Linked DNA regions of Mus musculus: regions 1 and 2 are each linked to region 3. Evidence: chromatin contacts called from public Hi-C and promoter capture Hi-C data. All regions are on one chromosome and are shown on one strand. The core of a region is the stretch at or near the end of the contact, and the rest is flanking DNA. Distances in the headings are between cores, read along the strand shown.

What was found. Promoter capture Hi-C pulls out the DNA fragments that hold promoters and counts their contacts. Hi-C and Micro-C count contacts between places; a contact is called where the count stands out from the background.
Region 1: a contact with region 3 is called in a Hi-C map of cerebellum, with 1.7 times the contacts expected there. The contact joins the enhancer-like site here to the promoter of 4930570G19Rik in region 3. A contact is called at or near these places in 8 of 39 promoter capture datasets (the 3T3-L1 cell line, the HPC-7 cell line, cranial neural crest and 5 more), 2 of 484 Hi-C or Micro-C datasets (both in cerebellum) and 6 of 115 datasets of contacts at active chromatin or transcription factors (SST interneurons, embryonic basal ganglia, embryonic forebrain and 3 more).
Region 2: a promoter capture Hi-C map of second pharyngeal arch cranial neural crest shows a contact between it and region 3, with 4 times the contacts expected there. The contact joins the enhancer-like site here to the promoter of 4930570G19Rik in region 3. A contact is called at or near these places in 7 of 39 promoter capture datasets (the C10 cell line, cranial neural crest, frontonasal cranial neural crest and 4 more), 9 of 484 Hi-C or Micro-C datasets (cerebellum, cerebral cortex, cortical neurons and 5 more) and 4 of 115 datasets of contacts at active chromatin or transcription factors (SST interneurons, embryonic forebrain, forebrain and 1 more).

What each region holds. Positions count from the first base shown.
Region 1 is chr3:157,083,838-157,087,934 of GRCm38.p6, forward strand. All of the region lies in intron 4 of Negr1 (neuronal growth regulator 1), which reads left to right. Among named protein-coding and RNA genes, the nearest start is that of Gm24373, 130 kb to the right of the region's middle. Within about 2 kb of position 1,529, at least 4 of the 459 cell types and tissues checked have an H3K27ac peak or open chromatin away from gene starts, as enhancers often do. A contact at or near this core is called in cerebellum, where this site is marked.
Region 2 is chr3:157,118,833-157,122,708 of GRCm38.p6, forward strand. The region is part of intron 4 of Negr1 (neuronal growth regulator 1); the gene reads left to right. Among named protein-coding and RNA genes, the nearest start is that of Gm24373, 90 kb to the right of the region's middle. Within about 2 kb of position 1,334, at least 12 of the 459 cell types and tissues checked have an H3K27ac peak or open chromatin away from gene starts, as enhancers often do. A contact at or near this core is called in second pharyngeal arch cranial neural crest, where this site is marked.
Region 3 is chr3:156,559,023-156,563,157 of GRCm38.p6, forward strand. 4930570G19Rik (RIKEN cDNA 4930570G19 gene) reads right to left here and starts at 2,665. Exons shown (of 4, transcript NR_040399.1): 1 at 2,454-2,665. It overlaps Negr1 (neuronal growth regulator 1), which reads left to right and starts at 2,772. Exons shown (of 7, transcript NM_001039094.3): 1 at 2,772-3,330. The coding sequence starts at 3,173.

The DNA of each region.
Region 1 (4,097 bases), core at 279-2,778, 520 kb after region 3:
GAGGGTTTATTTTTGCCAATGTCACAGCCCCTCTGTGTTTCAGGTACATATACAAAAATCATCTGGCTTAAAGTTCCCCTTATCTACTCCTAATTATATTCAAGTGGATATAAATAACCGGTTCCTTGTCTTTCTTTATAGTGTAAATGTAATAATGCATACGTTTTCCTCACTTGTTAACGTAAACTGTTTTAGAAGTGTGTGCATAATTTTATTACTGAGCTTTATAAGTCAACTATCCTGCCCATGTTTGCACTCTATGAGAAGTGTCTGTTAGAATTCCACCCATGTCGAAACAGAAGTTTCCAGGGTGATTTTCAAGTTGACTTAAATAGATTTAAAGCTATAATTCAATTTCCCATTGCCTGTGAGTCACATTAGCATTTTCTATTACATTTGATAAGGCAAGTGTTGATTTCTTCTTGATACGCCTTCTTTCTTCACATCTCTAGTCTCCAACTAACAAGATGTTAATGTCACAGGATACAAGACTGCACACTACAAGAGCCTCACTGGCTTTGCAGACTACCAGGCGACTGTAAGGACTTCATTAAATATCAATGTCAGTGTAGTCCAGCCAAAACAAGGAAGGATGAGACATACACTCCATGAAACAGCCTTTTACTTTTAATTTATGTTAAATTGTCAAATCTTAATGAATAGAAAATGTGAACTCCCAAATAGGATCCTTTGAAAATACCCTTGTTTGCAGATATTTCTTTTTTAAATTATAGTAAAGGTGTGTTCCCATGCGGCTATAAATTAAATACTGTGACTTCACACCAGCATCTAGTAGTCACTCTGTGAGTGAAGAGCAAACACCAAATAAAGTCAGCCACGCAGCAAAACCTAAAGTTCAATACCATTAATTTAATTATAGAACATAATCACTTGACAGTGCAATGGGTTGGATTTAAAAGATGATATTGAAATTGATTGCTAATCATTGAAAGGTGTGTGGTAAGCATGAGGCTACCCTGTGATGGAAGGCTATCTGTCTATCTGAACCCAGGGACTATCAGCAATGCATCATGGGGTGCCGGGAGCTTGGGCATGTGTGACAGTCACCAGCAACACAGGGGATGCTCATGGCACACAAGCCCTTCACTGGATGAATATTTGCAGTGGACTCTGCAGTGGGAACTGCATCTCCAATCTCACAAGTGAAGGGAATGAAGTTCTGAGAGTTAGGAGTAACTGTGTAGGTCAGACCAGGTTAAAGAGTAGGTACTGTGTGTGGACAGAAAGGCTAAGCCTTGAGCTAATCCTGCCTCACTGAAGGAAAGATGGAAATGCAAACTTCCCTAAACTTGACCCTCTAGGTGTCTTGCAGTCCTGATGTTTATCACCAGCATGGACTGGCTGAGAAGATCCTCTTTCCAGAAGGATTTTCACAAGTCTCTTTTTCTTCCTCGGGACAAACAGGATGGGTCAAAAAAGTAAAATATCTCAGGGTTTTGTATGTGTTGTCAGACATCTAGCATGGCAGGGGAAGGAACAGCCAGTTTCACCAGCTGGCACCTAGAGGGACCTGCTGAGAGCAGGGAGGGTTGCTGCTCACACTGAGATCAGTGAGTTGTCCTACTTTCCTCCTGCCTGCTGGCCATCTCCTCCTTGTATTGTTACTGTTTCCCTGAGCATAGCTCACTGGTGCTCTGGGCTTAGAGAAACAAAAGAGGAAGAGTCAAGGCCAAGTTTCAAAAATCAGATGCCAGTAGTATTTATTTGAGATAAGACTTAAGGACATTTATTACCTGTATTTTCATAATTAGAAAACAAAACTTTTAAAACCTAAAACACTTTTTGCTATAATACATTTTTTCTGCTTGTAATGACCTGTGGTATGTGCTGGAGACATTTTTGGTAGCTTGGGACACTTATCTCAAGTAAAAAAAAAGAAGAATCATTATAATTTAGTCCTGACAAAGCAATTTCATACACACACATTAACCTATTTTAATTCTCACAAAGCCACTTCGTTGTAAGCGATCTTTTCCTGTTTTATGAATAGAAGAGTTTGACTCTATAAAGGCTTAGCATCATTCTAAATGGTCCAGCTGTTAGCCTCAGTGCTGAGACTAGAAAATATTCCAGGGAACAAGAACCCACGTCCCTCGTTCTACAAACTGCATTCAAATCAAGACCAAATGGTGCTGTGAGTGGGTTCGTTGTATATGAGCTGGTTTCCTAGTAGTGAACATTAGTTTTCTTTCACTAATTTTTAAAACTGCAATCCAAGTTTAAAGAAAAGGCTTTGCACCTCTGTTCTAGCTGGCTGGCCTGGTGTTGAATTCAAGTTCTTTGCAATGTTCAGGACAAAGGATACATTTCCTTTAAGGGATTCCTGGGCCTGGAATTCCAGAAATTTATATGCAAATTGGGTGATGGGATAGGTGTCCCCCTGTAACTGGGCTCTAACATTTAATTTTACCTAAAGATTTCGAAGTTGAGTGTTCCCATGTGTTAACTGGATGGACTAGGTCCCACTTTCTCTTTAACACAGGTGCATGAAAACATGTAAATGAGCACGCTGCACAGATGTACGCGCGCATGTGCACTGCCTAGCTTTCCTGGACTTAGCTTGGCTCAGTTGTTAGGTTCATGGTGGAAGCCAAGAAAACTTACTTCAGAGACAGAAGCTTAAACACGAAAGCTTTACTTTCTGTGCTTGCAGGGAGAAGGTCAATTTGGGATCTGAACTGCATCCCTGAAGAGAGATTGTACAATATTTTTATAAGATGAGAACACAATTCGAGAAGGAATTGGATGGGTTGTCACATTGGCCAATCATATTTTAACAGAAGGGGTTAAGCAAGGAAGTTAACTTGGTGACTGGGCCTCATCTGGGTCATCTGGTTTCAGGGTTCTTGAGTCAGCTTTTGAAGCCAGGTCCTTTCTTGGACTGTGACCTGCAATCTAGAATTGTAAGGGAACAAAGAAGTGGGCAAGCTTCCTGTAGTCAATTAAGTCAAGACAGGCAACACATTCATGACTTGTGTGCCTTAGTTTAGGAACAGGATTACAGCAACTCCCTTCTTTACATCCTTTATTGGGTAACAAACATGAAATGTCTGAAGAAGAAGGATAGGAATTGGGTTCTGGGGTCTAGGAACATGAGCTCAGTTTTTACCCTGTCAGCATGCTACTTGTTTCTGAGCTGGCTGGACTCAGGAAACTTCTCCTAACCTAGTGAATTAAGATTGTTACATTATAGGTAGGATGACTAAGAACTCAAAACAAAAACATTTACAAAATGCTTATGTTGTATTTGTTGAAAGCAAATAATGTCATGTCTATTGGTATCATTCTGGTTCAGGTCTTATTTGGACAGCCATGTTGTTAAGGTGACAAGCGGTATATACCACCCAGGAAAGAACCCTGTGTGCCTGGCTTACTCAAGTCAACACTACCTGCACATTGGTTTATGACCCACGGTTACAGTGTGATATGTATTTTGGACCTTGGTGCTAAGCACAGTGGAAACATCACAAACTTCAGAGTCAAGGACCAAGTAGGCACTTGTTGACATATGAGGGTAATGCATGTAAGTGTTACAGCCTCTCTCTGTGAAAACATAGAATCTGTTTATCAACTAGCCCAAGGATATTGTGAAAATCTTACCACAAAGAAGTATTCAACTAAACAGAAAACAGAAACAAAATTCCCTTCAAAATGAAAACTGAAAAACAAGTTCAGAGTAGTTAAATGGATTTTAAAGTCCTTCTTGGAGCACCAGGAGGTTACCAGGCTAAGAATTCAATCTAAGAGCTGAATAGTGTAGCAAGCAGGAGGAAGATAGTAAAAATCCTGGTCTCTCTTCTTCTCTACTCAACATCAACAGCCCCCTCCTTCAGGCAGCTTTCACTTTGCTCTGGGAACATCCAGCCTTCAGTATTCATCCTCCAAGGAAGAAAGCGAAGCCTTTCTCCTGCCACGTAAGGATCCCTTGTCCTCACGTGTGGAAGAAAGAGCAAGCAGGAATAGGCCACCAACATGAACCTGTGGTTGGTGTACTGAGCTCTACGAAATATCCAGAAGAAACACCCAAATCCTCCTGTCAGAGAGGAATGATTGGCTAAACCCAGTGAAAAGATGAA
Region 2 (3,876 bases), core at 84-2,583, 560 kb after region 3:
CATCCTTAATCATCAGGGAAATGCAAATCAAAACAACCCTGAGATTCCACCTCACACCAGTCAGAATGGCTAAGATCAAAAATTCAGGTGACAGCAGATGCTGGCGTGGATGTGGAGAAAGAGGAACTTCCTCTGTTCTAACAACTCTCACCAAGAGAGAAACTTCCTACCCTTCATGGCTGCCAGAATATTCTGTTCATGTTGACTCCCTGGCTTCAGTTTCCCAGAAGACTAGAGAAGGGTGTGAAGGAGAATAATTCACACTGACACTCTGAAACAACTTCTCTGTCACCAAACATTTTTTTTTGCAAGCCAAAGGCATTGTTTCAGCTTCAAGGGAGCCCCATTATCCAGGAAGATTAGAGTCTGTACCACAGCTCTCTACAGAGCCAAAACCCCTGCACACAGCACAGCTCTCACCATGATAATAGTGCAGCCATACATCAAGCATGAGCAAATCCCCAATGGAATGCATTTATTACATACTTTGCCCACAGTGTGACCCATACTGGGAACTCTTGGCTGGACAGCAGTCACTCTTAGCATAATTGCAGATGAAATATCCTAGATCCATAGTTGGCAATGAAAATATAATGTGAACAGAAGCCGATAACATATAAGGCTGGAATCAACCCACAGAACAAGATGCATGGCTGTTCAGCCTTAATACATGATGTTTGCATGTAGATTGAGGAGCAGTGGTCCCTGGGACTTGAATGAAATGCATATTATCGAGAGTGACCTATTTTTCCCCCTTGGCCAGCTTAGCTGGCTTCATATCTGTCCATCTCTTCCCTCACTCCTCTGTGTACAAGTAAGGACGCCTTGGATAAAGCATGCATCTCATGCTAACTCCTTACCAAGGCTCATGGATGACACATGCCTGCCTATTGAATTCATAACACCCTACCCATACCACATTACTTGGCAGATCATAGATGCCTGCAGTCCAAACACAAGGGAGTAATGACCAGAGACTCTAATTCCCTCTAAAATGGTTGTGCTATACTGGTTGAGAAAAGAGTTTAATATAATATACCTAGAGTCCAAGGACCTACCCCACCTTCCAACTCATTCCATAGATGTACATATTTGTACACACAGATATGGTGTGTGTGTGTGTGTGTGTGGTACGTGCTTCCTGCCACTGTACCAACATGCCATCATGCACTGTCTTTTGTAAGCCATCTGACACACAGACAGTGAGAAAATATTGACAGAATGTCTTCAGCAAGAGCAGCAACAAAAGAACCAGTCACAAACACTCGTGATGAAAAGGGACTTTGTTGAGCCACCTCTTTGAAGCTGCACACTGAAGAATTGAGGAATACTCAGCAATCACAGCTGCTGAGAACAGTGAAGCATTAACCCACCTAGTGACAAAGCCTGTGGTTGGGCACAGGGAATTGTATGCTGACTTTTTTTTTTTTTTTTTTTTTTTTTTTGCCTTGCACATCTGTTCATCTTCACAGAGATGGCTGCTATTTGTGTTGACTTGGCATCTGCCCTGATGTCAGCACTTGTGGTGCAGGAGGTGAACCTAAACAGAAGAACACAGGCCATAAAAAGCCTTAGGTTCTTACCAGGGGTCTGCAGTAGGACAGATGTGTTTTCATTCATGATCATTTATTTTATTCTTCTTTCTTGATACATGAAATGAATATAAACATATTTGTTCAGAAACAGGAATCTTCTCTCCACACTCAAGCACTATGCTATTATCACTGAGAGGTTTAATATAGGGAGAAAGGTCCTTTAGAAGGGGGCCTCTAGAAAATACACATACGACCTCTATAGACATGCCTAGAAACACTATCCTTGGAGAATGTGGACTCAATTAAACTAAAGCTTTAGCTTCCGAAGAGTAGTAGTAGTTCATAATGTAGCTCTGGACACTAAACATTCCCCTGCCTCAGGGAAAATGGAAATCATGATAGTACTTAGTGAATTGTTGTGAAGGCTAGGTAAGTGGACAAATGAAAAGGCAGATCTATGGCATAGACTAAGCTCAGTCCATGTTCCTCGTAGCTCAAAATCCCTCCTGGAACATCAACACTCACAGATATTATTCTCATTTGGGCTCTTTCTGGAAACAGACATGTTCAAATGCCTCCCTGTACTGCCATCTTTACCACTCTTCTGAAAGGACCACACCTTGTCCTATGTTCTAGTAATGAATAAGCAGAATTATCATAGTTATAGAAGTACCTTGTAGTATCAAAGCAGAATTTAATTCCTTTCCAAAACTATGATGGTTTGGATGAGAAATGTGCATAAGCTCACATATTCAAACACTTGTTCCCTACTTGGTGGCATTGTTTAGGGAGGTTACAGAGGCTGGAGGAAGTATATCACTGGGAATTTAGAGCCTCAATCCAATTCATGTTCTCTCTCTCTCTCTCTCTCTCTCTCTCTCTCTCTCTCTCTCTCTCCCTCTCTCTCCCTCTCTCTCCCTCTCTCTCCCTCTCTCTCCCTCTCTCTCCCTCTCTCTCTCTCTCTCTCTCTCTCTCTCCCTCTCTCTCCCTCTCTCTCCCTCTCTCTCCCTCTCTCTCCCTCTCTCTCTCTCTCTCTGTCTCTCTCTCTCTCTCTCTCTCTCTCTCTCCTTCCTGTGTGAGGATAAAGATGTGAGTAGCCAGCTTCCTATTCTTGCCCTATACCATGCCTTCACAGCTACTATGGACTCTATCCCTGTGGAACCATGAGCAAAAATTAATTCTTCCTTAAGTTGTCATTTTTCATGCTGTTTTATCATAGCAATAGAGCAATAACTACAGCAGAGACTTACCAGGCCTTTTGTATGGAGGGAGGAACACAGATTTGTGGGAGCTCTTAACTAGGCTTCAAGCAAGAATGGCCTCTTTATTCAGATGAGAAGAATATTTCTCAATATGAAATTGGCAGAGCAGAGGTTGTCCTGTGAAATGCACCAATGGAATGATTCACATTAGTCAGAAAGACGAGAATGCACCGAAGAAACAGGACTGGGTGTGAATCTATCTTAGCAGCCGTGGGAACTTAGTTGGTTATTTAACCTCATTAATGTCTCATCTAAAACTGGAAAGAAACATCATGGGAGACACAGACTCATAAGTGAGAAGGGACATTGTAGGAACTTGGTGCTATATCTGACACATAATTTATGCTCAGTGTGGGTTAACCACCAATGATGTTACTCAGCAGGGGCTTCAGTGAGTACAAAGAAAATGTGTTGTACTTTGTGGAAAAGCAACTGTGTGTGGCCAGGAAACCATGGGGAGCAGGCCTGCCTGCAGCAAGAGTTGGGTCAAGGCATTCCAAACCCTGAAAATTTTATCCTAAGATCAGCAGGATTACAATCACTGTTCCCTGCCAGAGGCCTGCCTGCCACAGACCTGCCTGTCACATATAGCCCTGTCCTCTCACATCCCCTTTTCCCCAGCCCTGGAGGAAGTCACATAGCCCAGGAGCCAGGTTAAACTTCCTCTCCCCTTATAAGGTCATATCTGTAGGATTGAAGCACCCACACTTTAGTCTTCTTTCTCCTTAAGCTCCATATGGTTTGTGGGTTGTATTGTGGGTATCTTGAGCTTTTAGTCTAATATTCACTTATCAGTGAGTACACACCATGTGTGTTCTTTTGTGTCTGGTTTAACCTCATGCAGGATATTTTCTAGTTCTCTCCATTTGCCTGAAAATTTCATGAGTCATCGTTTTAGTAGCTGAGTAGTACTCCATTGTGTAAATGTATCACATTTTCTGTATCCATTCTTCTGTTGAGGGACATCTGGGTTGTTTCTAGCTTGTTGTATATAGCTATTATAAATAAGGCTGTATTTAGCTATTATAAATAAGGCTGCTATAAATACAGTGGAGCATGTGTCCTTGTTATATGTTGGA
Region 3 (4,135 bases), core at 1,415-3,914:
GAACCCTCAGAAGGGTCAAATGGTAAGCCTGCAATAACATGAGGATAAACTTATTTCCCATTTCCCTGTTTAATCAGAGGGCAGCATAAAAGCACTGGGCTAGAGCAACTGCCTGACATGCATTCCTTAATTGTGACATACTTACAAATAAACTCTAAGATCGCAACATTTATCACCTTGGCTTCTCTTTTGCTTACATTGGTTCTGTAAGAGTTAAGTATTTTCTGATCATCGACTAGAAGCCCAGATAGAAACCAGAAAGAGGAAAGGAAACTCATTGCCTTTAAATAGAAGTGGCTCCAGTTTCGGTCTAGGAGCCTGAAGGGTTGTTGTACATATTAAAATTGCTGTAGAGCTCACTCCCTGGCCACAGAATCCCCCCATCCTATCCAACACCCCCCACTACCACTGCTGAAGATGTTAGTTAGTCTCTGGGGAAAGCAGTTAGGAAAGGATGTCTTTCAGTGGCTTGTACTCTGAAGGCGCTGGCTCTTCCATCCCTGCATACAATATCCTTAAACTTTGGCTCAATGCCAGAAACTGAGGCTTCTGCCTCTTTTCATTGGCGTCTAGTTTATCGATAGCGAAATAATACCGCATGGAACTAGTTGGCCACGTAGTGGGAAGTCAAGCCTTCTAATACCTCGTTTGTCCTAGATAATTTTAAGCTTTATCCAGAGTGCACTGCCAAGAATGTTAAATGAAGTACACAAGAGGAGAGCTTTAGGTATCTGGCATCAATATTAGTGGGAGGCTGCCATTTGACAATAATTTCCCTAGCACAGCAGACGGTAAAGAAAAATGTTTTCATTCATCCGCAAATGACTAACATTTTATTGATGTTTCGAAATGCGGCTGAATACTACCGCACTTTCAATTCCCGAGCGGGTTCTGAGAATTAAGCCTGAATACTAATCACATCAGTAGCTCCTGCTGCAAACCTCTCCGTTAATTGCTGAGCCTCGCAGGGAATCTTCTGCAGGGTGGTGATGTTGCTTAGAGGCTCCTGGATAGTCAGTCTGGGTGGTCCCGGGTGATGTGAATTGCTGGCCCTACCCCATCTATCCTTAGACAACGTGATAAATAAAAATAAAAAATAAAAAGCCACCTTGGGTACCACCAACATCTATGACTCCTGCCTGCCTCATCAAGAGCTCAGTCTGGGGAGGAAGCCGGATGCTGACCCCTGCAGAGATCCTTGCTTCAGTGCGCTCTGCCGCGGGGCCCTGCTGGCGTTCAGAAAAAAATAAAAGAATAAAATAAATAAATAAATAAATAAATAAATAAATAAATAAAGGAGTTCAAATGAGCACCAGTGAAAGACGAATGTGTTTTGTAAATACCGCTACAGGCGGAAGGTGGGGGAAACCAAGTGGTGAGGGTAAGTTATTTCTAACCACCAGCTTCCCAAACTCCTCATGGGCACTGGAATCGCTGTTCTGGATTCAGATTCTCTCATTGATTTGCAAATCGCCTGGAAGACCTCTAGGATCTTAGGGTTGAAAATGAGTGCCAGAAAGGGGGTGGGGGGGGGGGAAGAGTGGACTATGGGGTGACCCCCGTGCCTTGTACCCTGTTTTGCCCTGACCTGGGCGTAGGCTAGCAGATCCGCGGGACACTGCTTGCCCCTTGAGGGGTTGAGGTTACTGCTCAAAGGATGCAGGTCCACCCCAACTGGGAGGCGGTGAAAAAAAAAAATACAACTGGGACTCTTTAAAGCCGAGGAATGCCTTGGCTTCAACCGAATGCGCAAGCCTTCCGCCCAGTAGGCTCAAATGGGTTAAACTGCCTCTTACATAACAGGACCGCCTAGCTCCACACAATTAAAACACTGATTGCAGCCTCCTCCAACTCTGCATCCCAGTAAGGCCCGCCCATCCCTCCCGTTGCGCCTGCGTGTCGCGCGCTCCCGGGCCCAGCACGCGCCCTGCACACTCCATCTCCCTCTCACAAGTGGACACTCTGTGCTGACACCACACGCGCACACACACTCATGCGCAAGTTAGTATCAAGACGCACAGAGAAGGGCAGGCGTTCTCCAGTACGCACAGGCGGACTCACACACGCACTAGCTTTCGGTCGGCATGCCCGAATCACTATACTGTCCCCGTAAAGCAGCAGCGCCGCCACAATCCCTGCTTATCTCCAAGAGAGGGTGAAAAGAAATACCCCCACTAAAGGAAAAATAAGGAACGGAGGGAAGGAAACAGGAAGGGGAGAGAAGAGAGGAGAGGAGAGGAGAGGAGAGGAGAGGAGAGGAGAGGAGAGGAGAGGAGAGGGGAGGGGAGGGGAGGGGAGGGGAGGGGAGGGGAGGGGAGGGGAGAGGAGAGGAGAGGAGAGGAGAGGAGAGGAAGAGAGAGAAGAGAGAGCTAACTGGCAGTTTATTAACAGCGCTATTAGCTAGTCAGGATTAAAAAAAAAATACAAGACAACAACAAAAAAAGCCAACTCACTCAGTCTCAGGCGTCATGATGGCGCCGACCCCAACTTGAGCACTTTAAAGTCGGGGGCCCGAGGAGCCGAAAGCACCAGAGGGCAGGCCTGGCCCTTATGCCCTGACTTCCCAGCCCCGCGGCTCGCAAAGCTCTCTAGTTCGCGCTGCCAAGCCGGACTAGACCTCGGCGTATCCTCAGTCGCCCTAGCTTCCCAGTCCCTCTTCTTTCCTCTTTTTGATCTATCTCTTTCGCTTCTCCGGCCCCCCTCCCTGCCTGGTCCTCCATCCCTGGGCGGGGTTGCTACGGAAACGGCCGCTTGGCAACGCGCGCGAGCCCGGGGGCCGCCGGCCGCTGCTGCGCCCCGCGCTGCCTGCGCCGCCTCCCGCGCTCTGCTCGCAGCCTCGCAGGACGGTGTGCGGCCGCCAGGGATTAGCCACGCTCCGGACGCGGCCGGGCGCCCCGAAGGAGGTGGAGCGCGGTGCCAGGGGGCGGGAGGGGAGGGAGGGAAGGCAAGCTGCAGAGGAGCAGAAAGGAGGCGAGGCCGGGGAAAGAGGGAAACTACGCCCGACAACTAGGGAGGGGGCGAGAAAGAGAAGAAACCCACCCACCCACTCAGAAAAAGGAAAAGAGGAAAAAAAATCTCGTGTGGCGCGCCGCCTGGTTATCGGGCAGCCTCGCCAGCAGCAGGGGGTGGGAGCCGACGCTGCCGGAGAGCGAGCAGCCTGGCAGGCACGGACATGGTGCTCCTGGCGCAGGGCGCTTGTTGCTCGAACCAGTGGCTGGCGGCGGTGCTTCTGAGCCTGTGCTCTTGCCTCCCGGCCGGGCAGAGCGTGGACTTCCCTTGGGCGGCCGTGGACAACATGCTGGTGAGGAAAGGTGACACAGCGGTGCTCAGGTAGGGACCGCGCGCCCTCTCTACACTTGCCTCAGTCTGTCTTTCCGTCCCTTTCCCTCTCTGCACCTTGCTTTACACCCAGAGTGAATCCTGCTGTTGCTCACGAGCAAAAACACCACACCTCAGGCTAGCCACGCATGACCCTTCCTGGGCTTCTCGGACCCCGGGGCAGGGGTCTGGCTGGATTAGGGAGAGAGGGAAAAGCGCTTTCCAAGCAGCCCGGGCTTAGGAAGTGTGGGGCTTGAAGGAGGGGCAGGTGCCACTTTGGAGCCAGGTCTCCGCTCTGCTGCCAGCGGTACTCCAGGAGTCTGACAAGTTTACAGGGCTTGTTTCTGCTTCACTCCGTAAGCGACTTTTCTCAACTGCTGGCTCTGTGCTCCATTTATTTTCCCTCTCACTTGAACAGTAAGATCCAAATATTCCATTCAGCTTTTTTCCCCCTCCTGTAGCTGCTTTCCTTCTGTGTTTCCCTCTTCCTCTGTCCCCTATCCCATTTCTCCAACTCCCTCTTCAGTCACCCCTATTGCCTCCAGTCTCTGGTTTACTCCTATGCTATAGTGTTCCCAGTGTTTCCCTCACACCTTAGTTCCTGTCATTCCTTATTCTCCCTGTTTTTCCAGATTTCCCTTTCCACTAATTTCCGGTCCTCACCATAGCCCTTGTCTTCCCCTCCCAGACCATCATCTGTCTCCAGCTTTGCCTCCCATGCACTTTTCTGTCACACCCACACTCAAGGTCCAGTACCATATTCAGATCCCATAAATCTCGATTTTATGAGCACACTCCCTCTCAGCTCTCCCATCCT